Linked DNA regions of Mus musculus: regions 2 and 3 are each linked to region 1. The links are chromatin contacts, called in public Hi-C and HiChIP or PLAC-seq maps. All regions are on one chromosome and are shown on one strand. The core of a region is the stretch at or near the end of the contact, and the rest is flanking DNA. Distances in the headings are between cores, read along the strand shown. Region 1 has its middle 19 kb from the start of Gm40425. Region 2 has its middle 34 kb from the start of Gm35895. Region 3 overlaps Gm35895 (a long non-coding RNA gene).

Region 1 (3,082 bases), core at 423-2,922:
CCAGTCCAAGTGGGGGTAGGAAAAGGGCGCCTTACTCCTATGGCTGACAGTCGCAAAGCTCAACCACGGCTCCAGACATCAAATAGTGAAAATCAAGGGTGAAGCTGGCTCAGAGCGGGAAGCCCAAGTTTATAGGAAACATTCCTAGACACTTCTGATCTATCTCAGGATGCAAACTTTTATGCTGTTGTTGCTGCTGCTGCTGCTGCCGCTGCCGCTGCCGCCGACGCCGACGCCGCCGCCGCCGCCGCCGCTGCTGTTATCGTTTCCTGTGGTTGGCAAAGCATTTAGACTTTACTGGAAGCAGAGAAGACTTTGCTTTATGTAGGACAGACACCCTTGATCAGCCCAAAGCATAGCCTTTCAGACTGCTTTTTCCCCTCCCACCCTGTGACTCCTGTGGTTCTGTCTGCAGATTCTCATAGAACGTGAAATCAGGGAAAATGTAGTCAGCTCCAGGGCACAGAACCCAATGCTGGTGAGAATCTAGAACAAAATGTTTAGTGAGTGACTAGAGAGTGTTTAAAAACTAAGACAGTTAGCATTCATTATATTTATGCCACAGGAAGCACACAGAGTATGCACACAGAGTCACCACATTTCACCCTTACAAGGCTCCACCACATGCCCTGGTCTTGTCAGTGTCAGAAGAGTCTTGAACCTAGACTCCACACTCTGAGCCAGCCCGCTACGCTCCTTTCTACAGAATCTGAGAGCAGGAAGGACAAGCTATGCTAATCTTAATAAGTCTTTACATGGAAAATCCAAACTGGCAGATCTGAGGAACAGGACATCTGGCTTCAGCAAAAAAATAATAAAATAAAATATAAATAAATAAATAAATAAATAAATAATTAAAATTATGGGATGGTAGGATTCAATGGCTAACTAGAAGGGAAACCTTGAAAGAGTGTGTGGGGCACAACTATGAGAGCTGAAATTCCAATGCAGAGCTTGGAGCACACTGACTTCTCCATGACACTTCTGTGAGCCTTGTGATTTCTCCACATGGGAATCCAAGCAACAGAATGTTCCTTCACACCCGTGCCGTTTGTTACACCCAGTCCTGTCTCCTTAGTCAGCTGGGGACTGTTGAAGCCTGCTTCCCCAACATAGCTGTAGCCATTTTGTTCCAGGCCTGCCAGTCAGTCCATACTGCTGTTGTAATCTGCCTGCCAGGTATTTCATATTGTTGCTGTAATACTGACATAGAAAAATAGCTTGATTCAGAGCAGGGTCAAGCTGACCGCATACCCTATGTTCCACAACCATAACCTCACTCAGGACCAATCAAAAGAGAGGTCAGTTTGAACTGTTATGTCCTAACTATTAAAAAACAAACAAACAAACTCTTGGAAAAAGGCCAACCACCCAGCAGCCATCCCTGTACGGGTTGAGAGTTCATTATGGTTTTTCCATATAAGCTGGCCCTGGGAAATATTCATGGTCCAATCTTAGCTCCCAAGGCTAAGCTATGACCCTGATCGATCAGTCTTGGGGAGTGCATTCAATAAACCAGCCTTGTTTAACTGAAACTGGAGTCTGAGTAGTTTATGTGGCAATTCCTGAACCCCAACAGAGACCACGTGAAAACTTTTGTCCAGAGAGCAGCAGAAAGTCACTGGATGCGCCAGAGCTAGAAGCTGTTCCCTGGAACCAGCTCAAACCTGTCTTTGTTAGGAACTGGGTACAATCGGGGCCATGTGAGTTTCTTAGCCTCACCTGCCCCAAACAGTGGCTTAGCAACAAACCACAGATCAAGGCAGGGAGGGAGGGGGAAGTGGAGATAAGATAGTTTATCACACAGATAAGAGAGGGAAACTCCAGCTTGCCTCAACCAGTCTTTCAGGAGCTGAAAAGCCACAAACCCTTTGAAGCTTTGCTTCCAGACAAAAGGATTTGTCAGGAATGTTCCCTAAGTACAAGAGTGTTGGCCTAAGATTGCCTCGGTACTTTGAGTTTAAGATTTTTGTTTGGTTCTGTTGTTGTTGTTGTTGTTGTTGCTGCTGCTGCTGCTGCTGTTTGGGTTTGTTTTGGTTTGGTTTGGTTTTGGTTTTGGTTTTGGTTTGCAAGTTTAAAATCAGCTCAGAAAACTGAAAACTAGATCTTAAAAGTAACAAACCACCATGCCTCAATCCAACCTCGAGCAGCCAAGTTCAGCCCATCACAGGCTGCCAATGAGTCCAAAGCTGAGCTGCCATATGGGTTCTTCCTAACTCCACTCCTGTGTGTATGGGAGGAGGGGTACGGTAAAGACACTGCCTGAATAAAAAACAAGAAATGAAAAAGGGCATGACTGTTCCTAGGCATATTAGATGGGAAGGTTTATTATAGATAGGAGACACAACAAAACTAGAGGCAGACATATCTGTGAACATCCAGAATGAACAGGACCCTGAGCCAAGTCATGTGAGGAGAAGGGGGAGGAGAGAAGAGAGCCAAATCAAGAGACCTGGAGGGTAAAGGTCAAGTAACCAAAATGGCTGAATTATATAGGGAAGAGCAGCCCAGCCCCTGGGCTACAGAAGTTTAGGGTAGGGGACAGGCTATGACATCCATACCCTATAACAGGTAGGGACTGAAGAACGCTGGGAGAACCTGATTGTCCTTTGATGTGTTCAATAGATACCTCAGTTGGCCATTTGTCCTAGGTTTCAAGCCTGTAGTGGTTTGAATGAAAATGGATCCCATAGGCTCCTAGAGAAGAGCACTAACTAGAGGGTGTGCCTTGTTGGAGTAGGTATGGCCTAAAGGAAGTGTGTCACTGGGGTGGGCTTTGAGATTTCAGATGCTCAAACCAGGCCGTGTCACTCTCTCTTCCTGTTATCTGTGGATCCTGATGTAGAACTCTCGGCTCCTTCTCCAGCACCATGTCTGCCTGCATGCTGCCATGCTTCTCACCATGGTGAAAATGGACTGTACTGGCTAGTTTTGTGTCAACTTGACACAGGCTGGAGTTATCACAGAGAAAGGAGCTTCAGTTGGGGAAATACGTCCATGAGATCCAGCTGTAAGGCATTTTCTCAATTAGTGATCAAGGGAGGAGATCCCCTTGTGGGTGGTGCCATCTCTGGGCTGGTAG
Region 2 (3,082 bases), core at 148-2,647, 250 kb before region 1:
AACTTGGCTTTCTTCTGTGCTCCAACCATCACTTCATGGAATGTGCAAGAATAGTAGGTAGCTTGTTCTGTTTTAAGGCCCAGATCAACCCTAGAAGCAAGTATGCCAACATTGGCTAACTGTGGACTACAGGAATATGGGTGATCACTATTTTTTTTTTTCATTTGGACTTTTCTGCATATTCTAGTTAAAAATAATTGCACATCCAAGGGTAAGTGGTATGGCAAATGCATAAAGATGTGGACCTGGAGCACACGTCTTGGGTAAAGCACACATAGTAGTGAAAAAATCAGGTGAGCTATTGAATGTGGCACACTGACAAAATGGTGATACGGGAAATAAAAAGTACAGCAGCTCACAGCTAGGATGACCATGGCTCTCGGCCTGTCTGCAGAGAGACTTCTTCCAGCGCTGTTTCCTCTGAGAGTCAAGGGAGTGAGCCGAGCCCCAGGGCTGGGGTCACGCAGACTTAGACTTAGGGTGCCAATAACTAAGACGTGGGGCGTTAGTTAATGAGTTTCTAGTCCCTTCCATGAAATGGGAACCAAAGTCGTGTCAAGGGACAGGACGGGATGGGATGATGAAGCAAAGTCCCCAGAAGTGGACACAGGAAGTCCAGCAAACAGCGACTGCACGTAGATCAGGAAGGCGTGGCCTTGGGTCCAGGATGGAGCCGATTTGGGAGAGATTTTTTCTTACCCTTGGGTTGCCTTTTACCCTGCTAAAGGGTTTTAAACGGCTGTGTGGAAACGAAGAAAGCCGGTCACCAGTCATCTGAGAGACTGTACTTGATTGTGACATTCTTTAAGAGTTTCAGGTCTAGAAACAGTTGTTTTTTTTTTTTTTTAAATCACCACCACTACCCCCTTAAAGATCCAGTTATCGGTTGTTTTTTTCTTAAGTTTGTATGCACAAAATAATGGGCTTCACATTTTCATACATGTTTATTTTTGCACTTTGCTCATATTTGACTCCCTAACTGCCCCCTACCCCAGATGGTTCCCTTCCTCCCTACAAATAGTCTCCTTTCTGCTCTCACATCACGTGCGTGTGCGTGTGCATGTGTGTGTGTGTGTGTGTTTACATCTATACTCAGAATATGAAACAAGACAAAGCAATGTTTTGTTTTCTCTCACTGGCCTCTCTTGTTCCTCCCTCTTCCTTCGCTTTAGACACCTTCCACCCCCTGAGACAATCCCTCTCTTACCTCCACCTATCAGAAGGGACTTTTTACTCAGTTGTGTTGAAAACCCAAGCTTTAAACCTGCCTCCCGGCTGCTCCATTGGAACGTGCTACAGGGGATCTTGTTCCACCCAACCAGCTCCAGGGAGGGGTAAGCACGCACCGCACCGCTGGATGGTGGGACGTGCTGAACATCAGGGGAACAGAGTGAGGCGGAGTTAAGCACGTGCTGTGACTAATCAAGGCCAGCCTGGGGTGTGGCTGTCGTGAAAGAAATCACTACCCTATGGGCCCCCAGTTCCTCACAGCCTGAGAAAACAGTCTTGACTCCCAGGGAGCGTTTATCCAGCGGTGGGTGGGGTTGGGGTGGGGATGGAGCTGCAGGTATCTCAGCCCAGTTTCCAAGCTGCCCTGCTCCCAGCACGTTTGTTCAGGACAGGGCACACTGCTGCAGCGTCTAAAGTAGCCCAGGGGAAACCCCACATACAGGAAGCTAGTAGCTCATCCCAGAAGCAGTCAGAGCGCGGCGCCCTCTACTCTGACCTGGGCACTTCCCAGGCATAGCAGCCCACACTCCTTCCTGAATTTTCAACGTGATTTGGCAGTGCTTGTAGGAAGATTCCTAGCCCAAGGTACTACGATTGGCACCGGTAACTTCTACAGTACTGACTCTTCACTAAGTGTGATTTGTTGTATTTTATCTTATCAAACTAGAATAAACTTTATCGGTTGGAAGGGAGTTGCAAAAATAAAAGTAGATAAACAGACACATTGAAAGAAAGAAAGAAAGAAAGAAAGAAAGAAAGAAAGAAAGAAAGAAAGAAAGAAAGGAAGGAAGGAAGAAAGGAAGAAAGAAAGAAAGAAAGAAAGAAAGAAAGAAAGAAAGAAAGAAAGAAAGAAAGAAAGAAAAGAAATGCCCTCACCTAATACGGAATTGAATGGTATCTGCTCTAAAATGTGTGTCCACTCAGAACCTGTGAATGGAAACAGAGGATCCTCAGAAAGAAGAAGAAGAAGAAGAAGAAGAAGAAGAAGAAGAAGAAGAAGAAGAAGAAGAAGAAGAAGAAGAAGAAGAAGAAGAAGAAGAAAACTTGGTAAACACCAAGGACACCTGATTATAGTTGAGATTTTAATAATTATGCATCAATGGTAGCTTATAGCTAATTAGTATGAAAACTAAGATTTAGTAATAGAAACTGCATGCAGGGTATAGGGAAATTTCCATACCATGTGGGCTATTTTTATGTATATAAAACTACCTTAAATTTAAGTTTACTCTTAGAATCTACATGATTGTCAGTGTAAATGAGGGTAGGGCCATTAGGCACGGCCATGTTTGTAGGATGCCCTATTCCCCTCTAAACAATGAAAATCCTGGTAACTCCACCCACTCCAGTTTCCTAAGCACTAGAATTGAAAGAACTAGCCACATTTTCAATAACAGAGAGGGACAAAATCTATTTTATTTTTTCCCCTGTGTACTAGCGATATAAAAATAAAGCCACAGTGCACAGAGCAATCGTCACATTAATCTTGTGTTTAGTGCAGGGATGAACCCGGGGCTTCCCATATCCTAAGCAAGTCCTCTACCATTGAACTTTCCCCCAGCCCTACATTTTAACATTGCCCTATCACAAAAAAATGTGACCCTGGGGTATTTGGATTTTTGCTGTTGTTGTTGGTTTTGGTTTTCAAGACAGGATTTTGCTGTGTAGCCTTGGTTACTCAGGAAGTTGCTCTGTAGATTAGACTGGCCTTGAACTCACAGTGATCTACCTGCCTCTGCCTCCCAAGTGCTGGAATTAAAGGTGTTTACCACTACTGCCTGACTTGTTTGGATTTTTTAAAAGATTTATTAATTTTGCATGCATGTGTGCATATACATGTAATTCAGGTGCC
Region 3 (3,082 bases), core at 387-2,886, 210 kb before region 1:
TCTGGGACACACACGGACTCTTCTGACATTTCCAGGCACCTATTACAACCCAGTCACCATGCCAGTCCCTGGAGCTAGAGATGCCAGACATAGCCTACATGCCAGGCCCTGGAGAAGGTAGGGTCTGCTCTCTGCTTTGAGATCCACAGTCCCTTCATTTCCATTTTGAGATCTTACCCTAGGGCAAGACCTGTGGCTCAAACACTCAACCCTTCCAATTCCCAGCGCACTGTGCTTTTTTCTTTCCTTTTCTTTCTTTTTCTTTTCTTTTTTTCATTTTCTCTTTCTTTTTCTGCTGCAGCCGCCTTACCTTCCAGGAAGCCTTTGGTTTAGAATAATATTTACATGTATTTGCATTTCTTTTGTACACACAGATGGGGGGATGGTCATGGCGGAGAGTTTTGCTTAGAAATGAAACCGCTTCCTGGGCCGGTACACAAAATGCTATTCCAATTGCCAATTTCAAATCCTGAAGCAACTCAGTTCAGCTCAAATCCAGGTGATTTCTCTCACGCTCCCTCAGTCCCAAAGCCCCCGCCCCTGCTTTTTCCATGGCTGCTTTGTCATTCTCCACATAAGGCAGGGGTGGGCAAGCTCTATTTGTTTTGGTCTTATACAAACTGGAAATGTTTCCTCCTGCAATCTTTCATGGTTTTTAGTCATTTTTAGAGAACTCTGTGGGCACCCTCTGGTGGCTGACTAGAATTTTTGCCTACAAAAATCAAGAGTTTGACTGAGATGGCTTAATCTCACTAACAGTCCTGATCTTTGGCTTTCCGTGGAACAGCGTGAGTTTCTCTGAGAAGTTAGTTCATCGCATGAAGCATGAGAGACAAGCATGCAGCAGTTGGTTTGAAACCCGCTGAGGAGAAAGGTGCCGTACAAAAAAATGCTAGCGCTAGGTGCTGCCATGGCTTGTAGGTTGCAGTGTTGCCAGGCCAGCCTGGGTACATGGGATGAAAGGTGACCTTCTGTGGGCTCTTGGAAGACTTAGCTTCCACAGGAAACACATGCACAGCACGCAGAGCACACACACACACACACACACACACACACACACATGCTCCCTGGGTGACAGCTGTGATGGACGGTAACAACGGAACAATGGCTGACTCCTTTTTTGTTTAAAACCAAAAGAGAATTAAGTCAAGCCAAAGAATGATATAAGGGAGGTTGGGAGGTCAGCGGAACTGGAAAGGTCCCAGGAGAAGGGTAAATCAGGAAGACTAACGCTTGACTTCCTTAGACCTGCTCAAGAGAGCAGCGGCTTTTGAAAACCCCTCAGGTCTTTGGAGAATCCTTGGGGTGGCTGGGGAGGTCGAAACTAGCTTTCGGGAAGAATTATGCGGCCCTCCTACCTGATCTCTCATGCCCTTGAGCCCTGAAACCCTGGGGGTTTGATAAGTACTGCAGCTTTGTCAACAAAGACATCAGCTTCGTTTCCTTAACTCTTTCCCAAAGATTTAATTAGTCTCAGGATATTCACCGGAGTCAGTTAATGTCACCTTCATATTGTGAGCAGAGGTGCACAGGGGTTAAACATGAGTGTGACTTCAGGGACTCTAGGAGGCAGCTCCACTGCCCTGGTGCCCCGGAATCTCCCCTGCCGTGGCCTCAGTTCTCAGTTACCACCCATCATGCACTTTGTCCCTCTGCACAAGCGGCAGAAGTGAAAGCCAGCAGGACAAGGTTTCATGGAAGGGCACTCTGGGAGAAGCAATGTCCCAGCAGGCCCTAGAAGCCAGAAAGACAGCCCAGCTGTTCAGATCCCAGACCACACAGTCTTTAGGCCTCGCAGCATCTTTTACCTGCAGACAAAGAGGCATTGTCTACCAGGACAACTTCCTTAAGGAAATTATTTTCATGTGCTCTGTTTCACAGCCAGAGCCCAGGGCAAAAAGGAAGTCCCAGTTCCAGCAAGCTGTCAGTCACGCTGCTCCCGCTCCCAGGATTGGGGTAACAGCTACTTCTCAGCCAGGATGCATTTGAGAGTGCTGTGTGCGAGGGTGGAACAATGTCTTGGGTGGGTATTCCAGAAGCTGAGGTATGATGACTGAGCAACAATGGCACCGTGACCACACCTGTGGGAGCAGACGAAGCTTAGCCGCCCTCAGAGACACCCTGAAATCCACTGAGCTGAACCCGGTGAAACCTCTCCTTCACTTTCTGTCTCTGGTCTGTGCTTCCAGTAAAATGAAAATATCATTTCATGGCTGTTGTGGACCACACTCAATCTGGGCTGTATCGACCATCATGCTAATTGCAGCCAACAATACTTGCTGAGTACAGGCATCACCTTTTATACAGATTAGATTAACTTACTCATTTTCATGACAACCAAATGTTCCCCATTTTAAAAAAAAAAAGGATACCAAGCAAGGAAGTGAAATGCCTGGCCCCACTTGGGATGATGGTGGTTAAACATGAGTTCATTCAGGGTTCATTCAGGCTGATGGGCACCAGGCCCTGAGCTCTTCACAACCACTGCTGCTATTCCTTGAAGCCCTGTGTGGCAAGCTCAGTTACCCTTTGCAGAAGCCTGCATATGGTATGTGCTGTAATCATTCCCAGCTAGTGATGAGACCATAGAGAAAGTAAACAAGACTACACTGCTAGCAGAGGGAGAGACAGAGTAAAGCCAGTGTTTTCAGTCCTTGGACCTGAGGGCAGGCAGTTAAGAGCACTTGCTGCGCTTTGAGAGAAGCAGAGTTTAATCCCCAGCAGCCATGTGAGGCAGCTCTCAGCCACCTGTAACTCCAGCTCCAGGGGATCTGACATCCTCCCCAGGCCTCTGAGGGCACACAGTCACATTCTTACAGACACATAGACACACACACACACGTAGATAAAATAAAAATAAATCTCAACTAGTAAATAGTACAGAGGGACTCTGGTATCTACATGCAAAAGATGAACTGCTAGATGTAGGCTACAAAAATCAACTCAAATGGAAGAAAACATACAGGAAATGCCACAGGACATTAGAATACACAAGGACAAGAGTTCAGAGGCACATGGAGAAACTCAACCATCCCATACGAAAAGGTGTCTGCCCAAAAAGCCATCAACTGTCAAAATGAAG

What was found. Hi-C and Micro-C count contacts between places; a contact is called where the count stands out from the background. HiChIP or PLAC-seq counts read pairs in DNA pulled down with a chosen protein or histone mark.
Region 2: a contact with region 1 is called in an H3K27ac HiChIP or PLAC-seq map of thymic regulatory T cells, with 5 times the contacts expected there. The contact joins two enhancer-like sites. A contact is called at or near these places in 2 of 484 Hi-C or Micro-C datasets (embryonic stem cells and trophoblast stem cells), 5 of 115 datasets of contacts at active chromatin or transcription factors (embryonic stem cells, extraembryonic endoderm stem cells, thymic regulatory T cells and 1 more) and 1 of 9 other capture datasets (embryonic stem cells).
Region 3: a contact with region 1 is called in a Hi-C map of liver, with 1.9 times the contacts expected there. The contact joins two enhancer-like sites. A contact is called at or near these places in 13 of 484 Hi-C or Micro-C datasets (the HPC-7 cell line, Th1 cells, cranial neural crest and 8 more) and 2 of 115 datasets of contacts at active chromatin or transcription factors (T-cell acute lymphoblastic leukemia and embryonic stem cells).

The regions. Positions count from the first base shown.
Region 1 is chr12:54,567,004-54,570,085 of GRCm38.p6, forward strand. No RefSeq gene overlaps it. Among named protein-coding and RNA genes, the nearest start is that of Gm40425, 19 kb to the left of the region's middle. Within about 2 kb of position 1,673, at least 59 of the 459 cell types and tissues checked have an H3K27ac peak or open chromatin away from gene starts, as enhancers often do. A contact at or near this core is called in liver and thymic regulatory T cells, where this site is marked.
Region 2 is chr12:54,315,709-54,318,790 of GRCm38.p6, forward strand. No RefSeq gene overlaps it. Among named protein-coding and RNA genes, the nearest start is that of Gm35895, 34 kb to the right of the region's middle. Within about 2 kb of position 1,398, at least 95 of the 459 cell types and tissues checked have an H3K27ac peak or open chromatin away from gene starts, as enhancers often do. A contact at or near this core is called in thymic regulatory T cells, where this site is marked.
Region 3 is chr12:54,352,770-54,355,851 of GRCm38.p6, forward strand. It overlaps Gm35895 (a long non-coding RNA gene), which reads left to right. Exons shown (of 3, transcript XR_381605.3): 2 at 1-117; 3 at 375-470. Among named protein-coding and RNA genes, the nearest start is that of Gm35895, 3.5 kb to the left of the region's middle. Within about 2 kb of position 1,637, at least 24 of the 459 cell types and tissues checked have an H3K27ac peak or open chromatin away from gene starts, as enhancers often do. A contact at or near this core is called in liver, where this site is marked.